Regions from separate parts of the Mus musculus genome. Here region 1 is linked to region 2. Evidence: chromatin contacts called from public HiChIP or PLAC-seq data. All regions are on one chromosome and are shown on one strand. Each heading gives the region's core, a stretch centred on a gene start, on an enhancer-like site or on the middle of the called end of the contact. The rest is flanking DNA. Distances are from core to core; before and after follow the strand shown. Region 1 overlaps Brdt (bromodomain, testis-specific). Region 2 has its middle 23 kb from the start of Gm33327.

Region 1 (4,531 bases), core at 179-2,678, 530 kb after region 2:
TTTCCTACTCAAATATCTGTATACTATAGTTCTAGAGCCACTACCACCACATTTTATTCCTCTTCCTCCTCCTCTTCCTCCTCCTCCTCCTCTTTGAAATGGTCTCATGTACCCGGCTTGTCATAAACTTCTGCTCCTTCTGCCTCTGCCTTTCAAGTGCTGGGATTGTTGGTGTGCACCATGATGCCTGGGAATTATTTACAATTCTGCTATTTGCATTTATAGTCTGAGTAGTTGATTCTTACTGAAGTGATTTTTGGTATAATGTGGAATATTTTAGAATGAGATCACTTGCTACTTTCTGTGATAAAATAGTAACTTTTACTGAGGTCATATCTGAAGACTAGGGCTGGAGAGATGGCTCAGCAGTTATTGGCACTGGCTGGTCTTCCAGAGCACCTGAGTTCAGTTCTTAGCATGTGTACCAGGCTACTTACAACCACCTGTAAGATATATATATCTTTTGAAAGAAACTTTAATACTGAGAAATGTTGGGCTGTAGTGTTTTTATTACTATACTATGTTATACTATACAGTTTGTTTATTATTTATTTATTTATATACCCTTCAAAACACTGAAATTCCAAAATGAAGCAAAATCCTGAAGGAAGTAGAACATGACATGAATTTCACAAAGGGTGGCATGACTTTGGAGTACCATGTTTTTCTAGTATCTTTAGTGCTTTAGAGACATAAATGTTTAAAGGCTTTTATTTTTTCCTTTCCCAGCTTAATGCTGTTCATCAGCAGCTGCAAGTTCTGTCCCAAGTTCCATTACGTAAGCTGAAGAAAAAGAATGAGAAGTCCAAAAGGGCGCCAAAAAGGAAAAAGGTTAATAACAGAGATGAAAACCCAAGGAAAAAGCCTAAGCAAATGAAGCAAAAGGAGAAGGCCAAAATCAAGTAAGCATGTTCAGTGAGTGACTGCCCAGGAGGCAGGCTCAGTGAAGGACCACACAGTTAGCCTATGTGAGGGCCTGGATCAAGATGAACTGAATGCCTGTGTGATGTGGGTACATTGTATGAAATTCCCACACCAACAAAAATGTTTTAAAAATATGAAACCAATATATAATTTTGTTACAGTCAACCAAAGAAGAAGAAGCCGCTTTTGAAATCGGAAGAGGAAGACAATGCGAAGCCTATGAACTACGATGAGAAAAGGCAGCTGAGCTTGGACATAAACAAACTGCCTGGAGACAAGCTTGGTCGAATAGTTCACATAATACAGTCAAGGGAGCCTTCCCTGAGAAACTCCAACCCGGACGAGATCGAGATCGACTTTGAGACCCTGAAGGCATCCACACTTAGAGAACTGGAGAAGTATGTCCTGGCCTGTCTGAGGAAGAGGTCGCTGAAGCCCCAAGGTAGGCCAGGCCCAGCCCCATCCCTAGGTCCCGCCCCATCTTGCCTCTAGGCCACGCCCCACCTCCAGGCCCCTCCCCGCACTCACGGTTGCTCCTCCTCTCACAGCAAAGAAGGTTGTCAGGTCTAAGGAGGAGCTCCATTCTGAAAAAAAGCTGGAGCTGGAGAGGCGGTTGCTGGACGTCAACAATCAGCTGAATTGTAGGAAACGGCAAACGAAACGTCCAGCAAAAGGTAGGTGGCGGTTTCTCCGCGCCCACCCGTGAGCCATGACCGCTGTTAACGCTCCCTGTTTTGCAGTGGAGAAGCCGCCCCCGCCCCCGCCCCCGCCCCCGCCCCCGCCGCCTCCCCCGGAGCTGGCCAGTGGGTCTCGCCTGACCGACAGCAGCAGCAGCAGCGGCAGCGGCAGCGGCAGCAGCAGCAGCAGCAGCGGCAGCAGCAGCAGCAGCAGCTCCTCGGGGTCCGCGAGCAGCAGCAGCGACTCGAGCTCCTCCGACAGCAGCGATTCTGAACCAGGTTAGCTGGCTCGTAGGCACCGCTGCGGTGGTGGGGGTGGGGGTGGGGGGGTGGCCTTTCCTGTAGCGTCCGGAGAATGTGTAGAGGAGGACCTATGCTTTGGATGCCAACATCCTTAATAAAATCCTTACTCTTTCCATAAAAGAAGGAAAGGATGTGACTTGGGCCTGATGGGAGGTCTCCTAAGGAAATGTACGAGATTGAAAAACTGCGGGTGCTGCTTTCACTTCTTAATGAAAACATTATTTGGGAGGCCTCAGTGTGTTCCCATTGTACTTTGGGTCACTCCGATGTGAAGTGTGTCCTGTTTGGACACTGCTTTCTGAGTTGAACTGTCGCTTTGAATTAAGAAGCCACTCACCCCAAAATTTGTAGAGAGTTTTTTTTTTTTTTTAATTTATGTTTTTTAACTACATATTATTACCTATCATCTATAGAAAAAGATGGAAGTACCACATTTTCTTGTGCAGTTTGTCAGTTGTATTAAGCCAGGCCACTCATGTTTTCTATTACTAGTTGGACAGCTGCCATGTGATCACTGTCCACCCCACCAATGGTGTTCCATTTTAACCAAGCAGCAAATGCAGAACCCAGGGCGCTTTCTTCCCTAAAATGTGCTTTATTGTTAATGGGATGTTTCTTGTGAGGTTCAGTTCTTTTTAATTAAAAAGAACCTCACAGAAACTCCAGCGTAAAGAATTGCAGTTGACAGTCAGGGTCTGCTGGCTGGCAGCGATTCTGTTTTCCTTTGGTTTTGATTCATTTATTTTTTGTAGAGCTAGTCGCTGATTTGGTTTTCACATTTCTGAGTATATAGAGGGGAACAATTTTGTAAAATTTAAAAGAATTTTTACTTTGGTTAGAATTTGTTATTTTAATACATTACATTAAAACTCATTTTAGAGTTCTTATTACAAAGTATTTCTTATATTTGACTTTTAAGCATAAAACAATACTGGAAAAATCTAAGTTGCATTTAGTATTTTAAATTGTAATTAATTGTAATTTTATCTAATAAAGCATTTGTGGCCTAATAAGTTACAGCACCTTGTCTTTTATTTGTGGGATAAAACTATGACTATTAATTTGAATTATTTAACTTAAATATTCAATAAATGCTTTGAAAGTTAGAAAAAAATACTGCATAGAGTTTTTTGGTATAGCGCCTTAGTATTTAGAATTCCTTCTTTCCTTCCTCCCTCCCTCCCTCCCTCACTCCCTCCCTCCCTCCCTCTCTCCTTCCCTTCCTGTCTTTGCTTACTGTGTAGCCAGACTTCACTTTGTAGGCCAGAGTGGATTTGAACTCAGCAATCCTCCTGCTTCTGCCTCCCAGCAGGTGTGCTATACCACACAAAACTCTTGATATGATATTCTAGATATTACTTGATATGATATTCTAGTATATTACTTGAAGAGAAGAAAATGTTTATCATCATCTATATGTTCTTAAAATGGTACAGAAACTTGGTTTCTAACTTTAACAGAACAGCTCAAACTCAGAATTCTAATCCTAAAACATTGCTGAGTTTGTATCTGCTGATCAGCATTCATGGTTGGTGGCATGTTTTCCAGAGAGCTTTGCTTCTGTTGTGTGGTGGTGGGACTAAGGCACCTGTGCATGCACACAAGGTGAGCAAGCACTGCAGCACCAAGCTGTGTCCTCAGGGAGTGTCCTGGGCTGGGCTGGGCTGGAGCTTGCACTGAAGCCTAAGCCATCCTTGAACTTGCAGAACAATTTAGTAAAGTTCAACAGAAGTTTTGCTGTGGTTAGGATTTGTCATTCTAATACATTTTAAAGTCATGTGCAGCTCTTATTATAAAATATTTCTTATATTTGACTTCTGAGCATAGAACAGTATTGGAAAAATATCCATTGCATTCATGGCCTCAAGCAGTAGATCATAGGCCCACACATGTAGACTGATTTAGACGCTTTTAAAAATATATAATGTTAAAATAAAAGCAACAAATTTTATTCCCTTTCCTGGCACTGGAGAGTGAACCCAAGGTCTTACATACCAGGAAATCAGTTTAACCATCAAGCTGCAGGTATTCCTCAGCTCGCTTCATTTATTTATTTATCTATCTATTTATTCAAGTTAACCATCTTATGAATAGTTTGTGATTTATTACACTGAGATCAGTTTGTCTTCACTGTGGGCACTGAAATTGTCTTTTACTGTTGTTTGAGATGGAGTCTCACTGTGTAGCCACGGATAGACTTAAAGTCCTGTTCTTTCTCTCACAGCCTCCTGAGTGCTGGAATCACAGGCATCTGTTGCTACATCTGTCTTGTCATTTATTCTTGAAATTTTAATTTTTGAACATACCATCTATATCTTTATAGACAGAGGGAAACACTGTTTAAGTGTATTATAAATTGCAAAGTCTAAAATGGAAAAAATACATCTATGCTTCCAATAAGCAAATTAAGTATAGGATCTTTTAATACTTTTTAGTACTAAACTGATACTAAGTAAATACTTCAATACTAAGTACTTTAAAATGCCACAAGACTTACTAATTTCTAGTGTGTAAACTAGGAACATTTTTACTTCCCTAAGAATAACAATAAAATTTGTAAGCAGGATTATAAATTAGAGAGAAAAAAATAAGTCAGCCCCCATCATTGCAATATTCTTGTAAAACTA
Region 2 (4,702 bases), core at 752-3,251:
AAAATCCACAAGCAGTTGTTTTCCACATTTTGGCCAATTGTGGTTTTATGTAGCAGTCTATTGCAAAGAGAAGCTTCTTTGGTAAGGGTTGGGGGCTACACTTACCTATGGATAAGTAAGTGTGTGAGTAGGGATGAGTAAGCCTGTGAGTAGGGGTAAGTATGTGAGCAGGGATAAGTATGTGAGTGCAGTTAGAAATTGAGTAAAGTATTAGTAGGAGGGTCTCCTCTAAGATCCTAGCCCTGGGTAATTGGCTCAGTTTAAAGTACAGGCATAACTTCCCTCCTGTTGAGCAGACCTCAAGTCTGGTTGGACCACTGCTGGTTACCAGGAAGACGTGAGTGCTACAGTTGCACCATCAGGGATACATTGCCATCTGTTCATTGCTTGGTGCATAGGCACCACAGGTGGGCAGTACTATTGCTTGCTTAGCTCCCCTGTTAGCCTGGGAGATTACAGGTCGTGGCAATTCTAGAACCTTCTCACAGAAGCCCTCACAGAAGGCTTCCACACTTGTTCCAGCTCATATCCTTTGAGTTCTAGGTCTGAAGTGTGTGGTGTCTTCAGCAATGGGGACTTACCTTCAACCTCTGGGAGGCAACAAAAGACAATAGCAATAGCCTTTATTGCTTTGTTTTGGGAGTCTTGTAGTCTTTCCCACAGGGGAGCCCCTAAATTGATTTTTCAGTAGCAAGTGGTCAGCCCTGAAATCATGTACATGCAACAATGAATGGGTTCAGCTGGCTGTATTTATATATTTATATATATATATATGTATTTGCATATAACCATTAGGGAAGAGGAGTCCAGGAATTTGGGGGGAGAAATAAAGGCATGGGGGGAGGGGAGAAAAAAAGGGAATGGAGGAAAGTTATCTAAATTTTTAAATTAAAAACTGAAACAAACAAAACAGCCCAGGAATGAAGACTCTCACTTATAATCCTGGCACTGAAGACATGTTAACAGCGAACCCCTGGGGCCTGGTGGCCATCCAACCTAACTTAGTTGGTAAGTTCTGGGGAAGTTAGAAGCCAATCGTTCACATTTAAACAAAGAGGACTGGAGAGATGGCTTAGCAGTGAAGAGCACTGGCTGCTCTGCCAGAGAACCAGGGTTCAATTCCCAGCACCCACATGGCAGCTCACAGCTGTCTGTAACTCCAACTCCGGGAGATCTGACAACTTCACACAGACACACGAGCAAGAGAACCAACAATGCACACAAAAATAAATAAAATCATTTAAACAAAGAAATGGTGGAAAGCTGATAGGGAATGACACTCAGTGTCCTTTGGTCCTATGTATGTATACATGTCTGTGCATGCACACATGTGGGAGTGTGTGCATACATGTAAAAAGAATAAGAAAATTTCCTCGGTGATTCAAAGGGCAGCTACTCTTGCAGCAGACACACTGACATGAAGGAAGTCTCCGTGCTCCCTTCTGTGAGCACCTGGGCACACAGCCCTCTGTTAGCTAGGACGAAAACCAAGTTTGGCGTCGGTAACTTTGGCTATCACACAGCCTATGCATTTGTAGAGCATTTAGCTTATTGACCTAAATGTTCTCATCTTTAGGGAGGAAAAAGTAGCTTAATTAATTCACAATAAAAATCCTCCATTTCATAGAAGATAAACCTAATATAACTCAAACAGAATTGAACGTGTGATAAGATTCAGCCATCAGCATGCAGCAGCCTTAAAAATTACAACATCTGACCTTAATATGTGTGAATCTATCAAGATTCCATTGTCGACATGTATATTTTTTGATATTCTTCTCTGAGCCGAAATCATGTCATTTATATGCAAATGGCCGCATCCTCAGCAGCTGCGGAGTCCCAGCTGAAGCCGAGGGACTTATTTGCACTTAATAAAGCCTCATAAATAGGTTTTGCTTCTAAGTGGGTGGGGGAGCGGGAGCCCGGTAGCCCTTTACAGTTACAGGCTCCTTTTTGTTTTGAAAGCAGACTGGCCACCTCTAACAGGATGGTTCTCAGTTGCCAAGAAACAAGATCGTCACAACCTCCCCTTCCGGCCTCCGCGGATGGCAAATGTTTGTCTTGTGGTGAGAGCGGTAACTCAGTCCGCACTCCACGACCAGCCGCTGTCCAAGCCTCCAGCGAGGGGTTGGAAGAGTCCAGTTGGGAAGCCCCAGCGGGAGAGCCAAGGGGTGGGGGCATCTGCCCTCGGGAGCAGAGAGTTTCTCTCCGCGAAACTGTAAGCCCTGTATGCGGAACATTGGTTTCCTTGATTGTCCAACCAAACAGTGTGCCGTGCTCAGCATGTAGGTTCCCCCTTTCCAGTCTTCATTTGTGGCACAGGAGACTGAACCCAGGGGCTATGCAGGTGAATAAGCACTCTCTACAGAGCCCACACCAGTCCCCCAGCCCCACCCCTACCCCAAACCCAACTAAAGAAAGAAGAAATGATTATGCGGACTTGGGGCACACAGGCTTCAAATTCTACTTTTTTCTACCAAACCTCCTCACAACCAACCATGCTTGTACTTCCGAGTCACCAGAAACATCTCGTTTCCTGTTTAAGATTTAGGACATGTTTCTTAAAAATGGTAAAAGATAGGCACTGTCTTCCGCTGTTAGATGCACAGCGACCCTGAGATGTCACATGAACGACAGTGACTGGACACAGGGTCATTCGCTTTTGTTTCTAAGGCACCAGCTGCTGGTTTAGTAATAGTGACTTCTTGTCCAGGTAGCAGGCTGCTTCTGAGCTTTACTTCCAGTGTGTAAGCACCTGGCTCAGCAGAGGCGGTTCTACAGTCTGACAAATGTGGACGATCACTGAAGACACTGGTTAACAATACTATCATTACATTGTCACCAGCCTGGCAGGGAGACAAACAGCCTGCCACGTCGACTGATCAGAGGTATTTATAATTGCAAAAAGCATAAAAGTCAGTCTCTCTCTCTCTCTCTGTCTCTCTCTCTGTCTCTCTCCCTTCCTCCCCCCTCCCTCCCTCCTTAAGGGAACTTAGAAGTCTGCCTGGCCTCATAGACAGGGAGGAATCCAGGACATTCTTGTCTTATGTCTCCCGACCTTGGTTTCTTTAATTTGAAAACAGACAGTCTCTCTCTCTCTCTCTCTCTCTCTCTCTCTCTCTCTCTCTCTCTCTCTCTCTCTCTCTCTCTCTCTCTCTCTTTCCCTCCCTCCCTCCCTCCCTCCCTCCTTAAGGGAACTTAGAAGTCTGCCTGGCCTCATAGACAGGGAGGAATCCAGGACATTCTTGTCTTATGTCTCCCGACCTTGGTTTCTTTAATTTGAAAACAGACTGCACCTGTCCTGCCTCTTCATAATACAAGAATTGTCCTAGAGTTTCTATTGCTGCAGTGGAACTGTGAGTAAAAGCAAGCTGGGGATGGAAGGGTTTATTTGGCTTACAGTTCCACATCTGTTCATCACTGAAGGAAGAAGTCAGGACAGGAGCTCAAATGGCAGGAATCCAGAGGCTGGAGCTGACCCACAGGCCATGGAAGGTGCTGCCTCCTGGTTCCCTCCCTCCTCATGGCTTGCTTAGCTTGTTTTCTCATAGAACCCAGCACCAGGCTGGCCTCCCCCATCAATCACTAATTAAGAAAATATCTCACAACTGGATCTTATGGAGGCATTTTCTCCATTGTGGTTCCCTCCTTTCAGATGACTTTAGTTTGTGTCAGTTTGACACAAAACTAGCTGGGTCACATATAAAATATTTAACAGATCTAAAATACTAAGTCTCTAATAGTAATATATCCCATCTTTCTATTTTTAATTATATACATATGCATCATGGAGGTGTGGATAGATACTCAGGGACTGGAGTTACAAATGGTCCTGAGCCACCATGTTGGTCCTGGGAATTGAACCCATGTCTACTGTCCACGCACTCCCTATTTGAGATATTTAATGAAAGAAATTTCTTCCAACCTTGTCCTAAGTGGATGGCTGCAGAGATCTGGCAGCCATGGCTACGTCTTCACTGGTAGCCATGGTTACATCTTCCCTATGGTCTTCACTGGTGCTGTGGTTATTCCTTGATCCATCCACACCCTGCAGCAGCTCACCAAACACTCATGGATGAATCCACCTACCCAACCTCAGCCACGAAGCCCAGTAGTGACGGCATGAGCTGTGGCTGCTGTTCAGCCCCGACCCTGCCCAGCTCCATATGCAACATGGAAAATTCCACTTCTGATCTTTGGCCTCTCTTTAGGATTCATAATTCCTTCCTGTCCACCAGTGATCCCTACCTTCAATATCTATGCTGCCTGAAGCTGAAACAACAGTGGCGATCAAGGGCTGAGGACACCCCACTTCCTTGGCCCTCACAAGAGTGCAGTACTAGTAGAGCTAAGGGTCCTGTTGTAGACCTGCATGACAGCCTTAATGCTAGAGAGCGGCAGGAACTGTTGCTCCTCCTGCCTGCTTACTGTGCAATGCTGAGGAATACAGACGCTGCCAGGAAGCCACCGTGGAGAAATTCCTTGCCTCCCCGATTTCTCCTCTGCCGAACAGAAGGACTCCAGCCAGCTGATTGGGAACAGTAGGGTCCAAATATTATCAAACCCCAGTTTATATTCTTCAGTTAAAACTTCTAATGGGAGAAGCTGGCACTCGGAGAAGCCAAAGCTGATCAAATACAAAGCAGGTATCGGCATGCACTTTATCATATCACCAAGAGAACCAGAACACTCTGCTCTGTTG

Evidence for each region. HiChIP or PLAC-seq counts read pairs in DNA pulled down with a chosen protein or histone mark.
Region 1: an H3K4me3 HiChIP or PLAC-seq map of embryonic basal ganglia shows a contact between it and region 2, with 4 times the contacts expected there. The contact joins two enhancer-like sites. A contact is called at or near these places in 1 of 484 Hi-C or Micro-C datasets (bone marrow-derived macrophages) and 4 of 115 datasets of contacts at active chromatin or transcription factors (double positive thymocytes, embryonic basal ganglia, fetal liver and 1 more).

Annotation. Positions count from the first base shown.
Region 1 is chr5:107,358,108-107,362,638 of GRCm38.p6, forward strand. Brdt (bromodomain, testis-specific) reads left to right here. Exons shown (of 19, transcript NM_054054.2): 10 at 730-902; 11 at 1,086-1,366; 12 at 1,473-1,598; 13 at 1,665-1,880. Among named protein-coding and RNA genes, the nearest start is that of Brdt, 29 kb to the left of the region's middle. Within about 2 kb of position 1,429, at least 306 of the 459 cell types and tissues checked have an H3K27ac peak or open chromatin away from gene starts, as enhancers often do. A contact at or near this core is called in double positive thymocytes, embryonic basal ganglia and memory CD8 T cells, where this site is marked.
Region 2 is chr5:106,823,475-106,828,176 of GRCm38.p6, forward strand. No RefSeq gene overlaps it. Among named protein-coding and RNA genes, the nearest start is that of Gm33327, 23 kb to the left of the region's middle. Within about 2 kb of position 2,002, at least 126 of the 459 cell types and tissues checked have an H3K27ac peak or open chromatin away from gene starts, as enhancers often do. A contact at or near this core is called in double positive thymocytes, embryonic basal ganglia and memory CD8 T cells, where this site is marked.